2 separate regions of the Mus musculus genome follow, and region 2 is linked to region 1. A link is a contact called in public HiChIP or PLAC-seq data. All regions are on one chromosome and are shown on one strand. Each heading gives the region's core, a stretch centred on a gene start, on an enhancer-like site or on the middle of the called end of the contact. The rest is flanking DNA. Distances are from core to core; before and after follow the strand shown.

What was found. HiChIP or PLAC-seq counts read pairs in DNA pulled down with a chosen protein or histone mark.
Region 2: a contact with region 1 is called in an H3K27ac HiChIP or PLAC-seq map of embryonic stem cells, with 5 times the contacts expected there. The contact joins two enhancer-like sites. A contact is called at or near these places in 2 of 39 promoter capture datasets (hippocampal neurons and liver) and 1 of 115 datasets of contacts at active chromatin or transcription factors (embryonic stem cells).

Annotation. Positions count from the first base shown.
Region 1 is chr17:45,514,200-45,516,899 of GRCm38.p6, reverse strand. It overlaps Aars2 (alanyl-tRNA synthetase 2, mitochondrial), which reads right to left. Exons shown (of 22, transcript NM_198608.2): 6 at 2,263-2,408; 7 at 2,007-2,115; 8 at 1,617-1,655; 9 at 1,389-1,500; 10 at 822-955; 11 at 303-447; 12 at 1-79. Among named protein-coding and RNA genes, the nearest start is that of Tcte1, 7.9 kb to the left of the region's middle. Within about 2 kb of position 1,344, at least 31 of the 459 cell types and tissues checked have an H3K27ac peak or open chromatin away from gene starts, as enhancers often do. A contact at or near this core is called in embryonic stem cells and liver, where this site is marked.
Region 2 is chr17:47,520,498-47,523,197 of GRCm38.p6, reverse strand. It overlaps a transcript of Ccnd3 not described here. Among named protein-coding and RNA genes, the nearest start is that of Taf8, 20 kb to the right of the region's middle. RefSeq lists an enhancer at 1-2,413. Within about 2 kb of position 1,412, at least 283 of the 459 cell types and tissues checked have an H3K27ac peak or open chromatin away from gene starts, as enhancers often do. A contact at or near this core is called in embryonic stem cells and liver, where this site is marked.

The sequences.
Region 1 (2,700 bases), core at 95-2,594:
TGGCCTGCTCCCACGGAGGCCACGGCTGTCCCAGTCTCTGAATACAGCTGTAACACCCGGGCCTCACAGAGGCCAAACTCTGCCAGAAGCAGAAGGATTTATCAGTGTTAGGGCCCCGGGGATGTGATGATGGGTTTGGGATGAGGCTTTAGAGGGTGAAGGAGAAGGCATTTCCAGATGAAGGAGGTAGTGACCCCTGCTGGATACTTTGGGCAATGCAAGAGGCTGGTAGCTATCATTTCTCTCCTTCCCAGTCAAGGTCAGGTAAGCTTGTGCCTACCAGCCTGGGTCTAGGTTCTCACCATAATCCCCGTTGGGGTGAAGAGTGTAGTTATACTTGGGGCTGTCATCAGTTGTGGGTATGCCTTGACGGTGCAGCTCCTCCAGTGCGTGGACATCAAGACACAATCGGTCCTCCTGATCTGCCTCTGCTTGCTGGGCCCGGTGCTGCAATACAATCGTGTGTGGGTGGCAGGGAGGTGTTGAGGGGGTGTCAGGTGCACAGAGAACTCCATGGGATAGGACTTGAGCCTTTGAAAGCCCTGTCTCTGTGGACCCTGCAGCTTGCGTGGAATGAGACCTAAGGGGGTTTGCTGGCCTCTAGAGAGCTATCTTAGGTGGCTAGTAAACTAGACAGGACAGGCGCCTCAGGGTCAGGTCTCTTTGCCCACAAGCACCCCTGGCCCTTTCTTCTCCTTCTGTTTGGTCACTGGGGCTGATGCTCCTCTCTACAGACCGAGCAGGGCCCGTGGTTCTGTCTCCTTACCTCTAAGGGCTGAGGGAGGAATGGCCGGGTCACTGCCGAGCCTGGCGGCCTGTACCTGAGCCTCCTTCTGGGCTAGCTGCTCCAGTCCTGCCGTGTCCAGCTTCACCCCCTTCTCCTCCAGCATCAGCTCCACCAGGTCCAGGGGAATCCCCAGATTCCCAGACAGCGACAATGACCAGGCCACTTCGGCTGAGGACACAGAGCAGAGGGTTGAGGGTGGGAGTGGCAGATCAAAGGGAAGAGAAGGAAGTAAGCCAGCTTAGGGTTTTTTTTCAGTCACACGAACCCCTCTAGTGTGTGAGGCGCCATCTTGAAACTTTGAAACTTCGGGTTCCAAGGTCAGATAAAGATGAGAACTCAATGCATTTTGGTGGTCTCGGTTTAAGCATGAAGCTGACTTTGGTAACAAGGGCTGGGTGGGTGGGTGGTTAGGAGAGGGGGTGGCAGGGCAGGGTTCCTGTGGTGCTCAGGTTTAAAGCAACTGGGAGAAACTTCCGGCAGAAGCTGGGGACTGGGGGCGGGGTGTGTGAGTCTGAAGTCCTTGGTAGGCCAAAAGCTCTGGGCCTCCGCTCACCCTGGCGAGCCTGAGAATCCCTTTGCTTTGGCCAGGCTCCCAACTCACCAGGGAACAAATCAGAAGGGCCCAGGCGCTTGACGGTGCGATCGATGATCCGCCGGCCCCGCTGCAGGGAGGCCAGGAAGGCTGCCTCATCCTCTGACACCAGGCTGGCTATCTGAACCGAGGCAGGGCAGGGAGTGGATCTGGGTTTCCTTGGAGACGACGGGCTTCTCCCTACAGCTCTCGGGCAGCCTCCCCACCCCCACCCACCCTCCCCACCTCAATCAATACCTTGACTGAGTTCTTCTCAAGTTCTGGATAAGCAGATCCCTGGGGGTGTGGGAGAGAAGAGATAAACAGCCCACCCTTCCTCCTTACCGGCATCAAGGGACACCCGCCCAGGGGGCTCAGATGCTTTGAGAACTGGGGAGGGACTCAAATAAGGAAGTGACTTCCCAGTGGGGCAGGCATATAAGTGGAAGGGAACCCTGAGGTCAAAGGTCCAGCACCCTGAATGAACGTCCTTCCAAGGTCTCCCTGCTTTTTGTGAGCAAGACCAGCTCTCTCAGCCTCCTTGACGGGGTGCAGGACTGGACAGTGAGGGTGGGACACAGCTGGGGCTCAGTGGTAGGCTCCCAAGGGCTCAGAAGGCCTGCAGAAAGGAGGAGGTTCTGTACTTACCAGTGTCTCTACCACCACTGGCACCAGGCTGCCTAGAAAGCCAGGAGGTGCCTGCAAGACCTCTGTGGAATAGCGCACAGCTCGGCGGAGAATCCGACGGAGAACTAGCCTGGAGGGTTTCAGAGCACAGACGTGACCGCCTAGCATCATCCAGCCAGCAATACGGGGAGTGGGGTGCTCGCCTATTCCCTCTGAGCTCTTGACCTGACTTCACCTCCCCATTTCCCCCCTCCCAGCCCTGCCCTTCCAGACTCACGGGGCACCTGACATCCCCGGGGAGACACCGTCAGCAATGCAGACACTGAGTGTGCGGATGTGATCGGCTACCACTCGGTACGCTGTGTCTATCCGTCCCTCATCTGCTGCCCCTACCCGGCCAGAGTAAGGGGGAGCCCCGCAGCTCTGTAAGGCAGGAGAGTAGCCACAGGTGTTGGGCCTGCCTGACCTGGCCCAGGTGCATGCTTGTTCACAGCCATAAAACTGACCACCACATCCTGTAGGAACGCCTGCTGCCCAAGAATGGACATCCTGTGAGAATTCTCTGCACTTGTGAGAAAACTCCCAGAAATCCTAGTTTCTTCAAAACACAAGAGCTGTTCTTGGAATGTGTTTTCATGCTCCTCCATGGGTAGTGGATAGGAGTGAGTTTACTTCAGCTGTTGCTATTCATACGCCTCTATAGAAAAAAATGTTT
Region 2 (2,700 bases), core at 163-2,662, 2.0 Mb before region 1:
CTGTTCAGTATGGATAATAGGATAAGACGAAGGAAGAAGAGGGTCTGTGTCTGGCATAGAGCGAGCGTTCAGTACTTGCTGGTCACTACCAGGCCTGGCTTTCTGGGCCTGAATATACTGCAGCTTCCTAAAACGTAGCCGGGTTCCATAGAGGCCTTAGGATGTACCGCTCCTATCCCGAGATTCTTATACACAAGCGGCTGCCCCTAGCTCTCTGGGGCATTCATTTATTCAAACCACTGTTCAGGGGTCAGGGTGGCTACATAAGTGAGGATATGCCTAGAATCTGTCAAACACATAGTATCTTGGAGGGTCTTGGGGGCCTCAAGGAGTCAGTTGAGTACAGAGGTTTGGGAGCGTGCCAGCAAGAAGCAGGTGACCCTTCTGCGTGTGTTCCCATTGAGCCAACTTCCTGCCAGCAGCTAAGACTCCCGATGTATCTCAAAGCTAACACCACCCTGCAGGCCCCTGCATCTGACCCTTGGACAACCAGGCTAGAAGCCACATCCAGGCTCAGGAACACAGAAGTCATCAAACCTTCTTCAGGACAATGAAGACACTTCCTGATGTGGCCCAGGGCCTTCCTGAAACCCTGCATTCTTCGGACTGGGACTGCTTATGGGGGTATCTTGAAGAAGGGGTGCTAATTGCTACTCATGGTGGCCCCAGGAGCCGGCCTAGCCCTGGGGGATGGGCAAGTAGTGGCTCCTTGTAGCTCTTAGACCCCAGGCTAGCGTGTGTCGAAATAAGGTCACTAGTAAGAAGTCTCAGGAGTTATGGAGTCTCTCAGATCCCTGGGACCAGGATACCTTCAGGCACTATACTGAGGAATAAACTCCCATAAGCCAGTCAAAGCGGCCCCTCGTAAAAGTCACTGTCAATCCTTTCTGTACTGAGTGCCTGGGGAGGCAGAGAGCAGAAGTCTCCAGCCCAGTGAATACTCCTCTCACCACTAGACCCCAGCTCCTGCCTCAGCCTCCCCAGCCTGGCTATCAGAGCTTAGCCCCACTCTATTTCCCAGGCCTTCCTAGATTACCCAGGGGAGAGTCTGAGGGTGGCCCAGCCTGGCAGATGGGGGCTGGCCCTGGAAGAGGCCTCTCTTTTCCACCTCCGGCCACCTGTCTCGAGTCCTCAGTCCTTCCAGACAGCTGGAGAAAGGCCCCCGAGAGCCTCTGCCTAAAGAGGGGGCTGATGTGGGAACACAGCTCACAAGGAGCTAAGCCAAGGCTGAGGGGAGGCCCTCAGAGCCGACGGGGATGCCGAGTGTGCTCGGGTGGGGGCGGGGCGGGCTGGGGGAGAAGTAGGGATTGGGGTGGGATCACAGAACGGAATGCAAAGCTTGTTCTCCCCGGGGCACAGCTGTTTATTTTGATCCCCTTGTCAGCTGCTGCCTGTTCCTTATCTCAGGGCTCAACGGAGACTCCACCCCCTCCTCTGTTGCTGAGCTGGAGAGGCAGACTCTGCGGGATGCTGCCCAGCTTCCTGCTCCCACCGCAGTCTTCCCCCGGCCCTCCACCCTTGCAGCCCCAGGCTGCTCAAAAGGACTAGAGGAAGCTGGCTTTCTTCAGACCTACTCTGTGCCCTTTTGAGGGTAACTACCCCCCCTTATCTAACTCCGCCCACCCCAATTGTCATGACGGCCTGAGCTGGGCACCCCCGAAGTGCCAGGCAGGACACTTTTAAAATTTTGTTTAATTGGTATAACGGGACTTGAAGAGAGGACAGAGAGTTGCAAGCTGGGGTCCACACCAGGCTCTGGGCCTTACTGAGCCCTCCACTGCCAGCTTTACTCTTAGCTCCTACAGCTTCCAATGAGGTACCACAAACTAGCGACACTTTTCCCATAAGCTCATGGAACACTCCTAGTACATGTTCTATTCTTCCTGTTATTATAGAACTGGACCTTTTTTTGGGGGGGGAGGGGGGTTTCAAGACAGGGTTTCTCTGTGTAGCCCTGGCTGTCCTGGAACTCACTTTGTAAACCAGGCTGGCCTCGAACTCAGAAATCCGCCTGCCTCTGCCTCCCAAGTGCTGGGATTAAAGGCGTGCGCCACCACCACCCAGCTTTTTATTTTTATTTTTATTGAGACAGAGTCTCACGTAGCCTGGGCTGCCCTCCTAATAGGTACCCCGAGGAGGACCTTGAACCCCTGATCCTCTGTCTCTACAAATCCTGGGATTATGTAGCACTGGGGGTCAAGCCACACACAGCTGCAGCTGAAATGTTCTTAAAAAAAAGAAAAGGCAAAGCCGGGCGTGGTGGTGCACGCCTTTAATCCCAGCACTTGGGAGACACGCCTTTAATCCCATTTGTGGTTTACTTCCCTTAATTGATTATGCGTCTTAATGTATGGAGAGTATATCTAAACTGTATGTATGAGAAACCCTCACAGCTCCGCTTGGCCTTAAACTGGCGATGTCGTTGAGGCAGGCTTTGAACCTCCACCCCCCGAATTCTAGGATTACTGTAGTTTATGGAACTGAACACAGGGCTTCCTGCACGCTTACAGAAGCACTCTACCAACTTAGTGACATTCCTAGGTCCCATTCTCTCTCCCTCTCTCTTTTGGCCTGGAACTCACAGAGATCCTCCTGTCTCTGCCTTCCAAGTACTGGGATTAAAGGCATATGCCACCATGTCCGACTCCCACCCTCTCATTTCCCTTCCTCCCTCATCTGGGGATTAAATCCAGGCCCTCA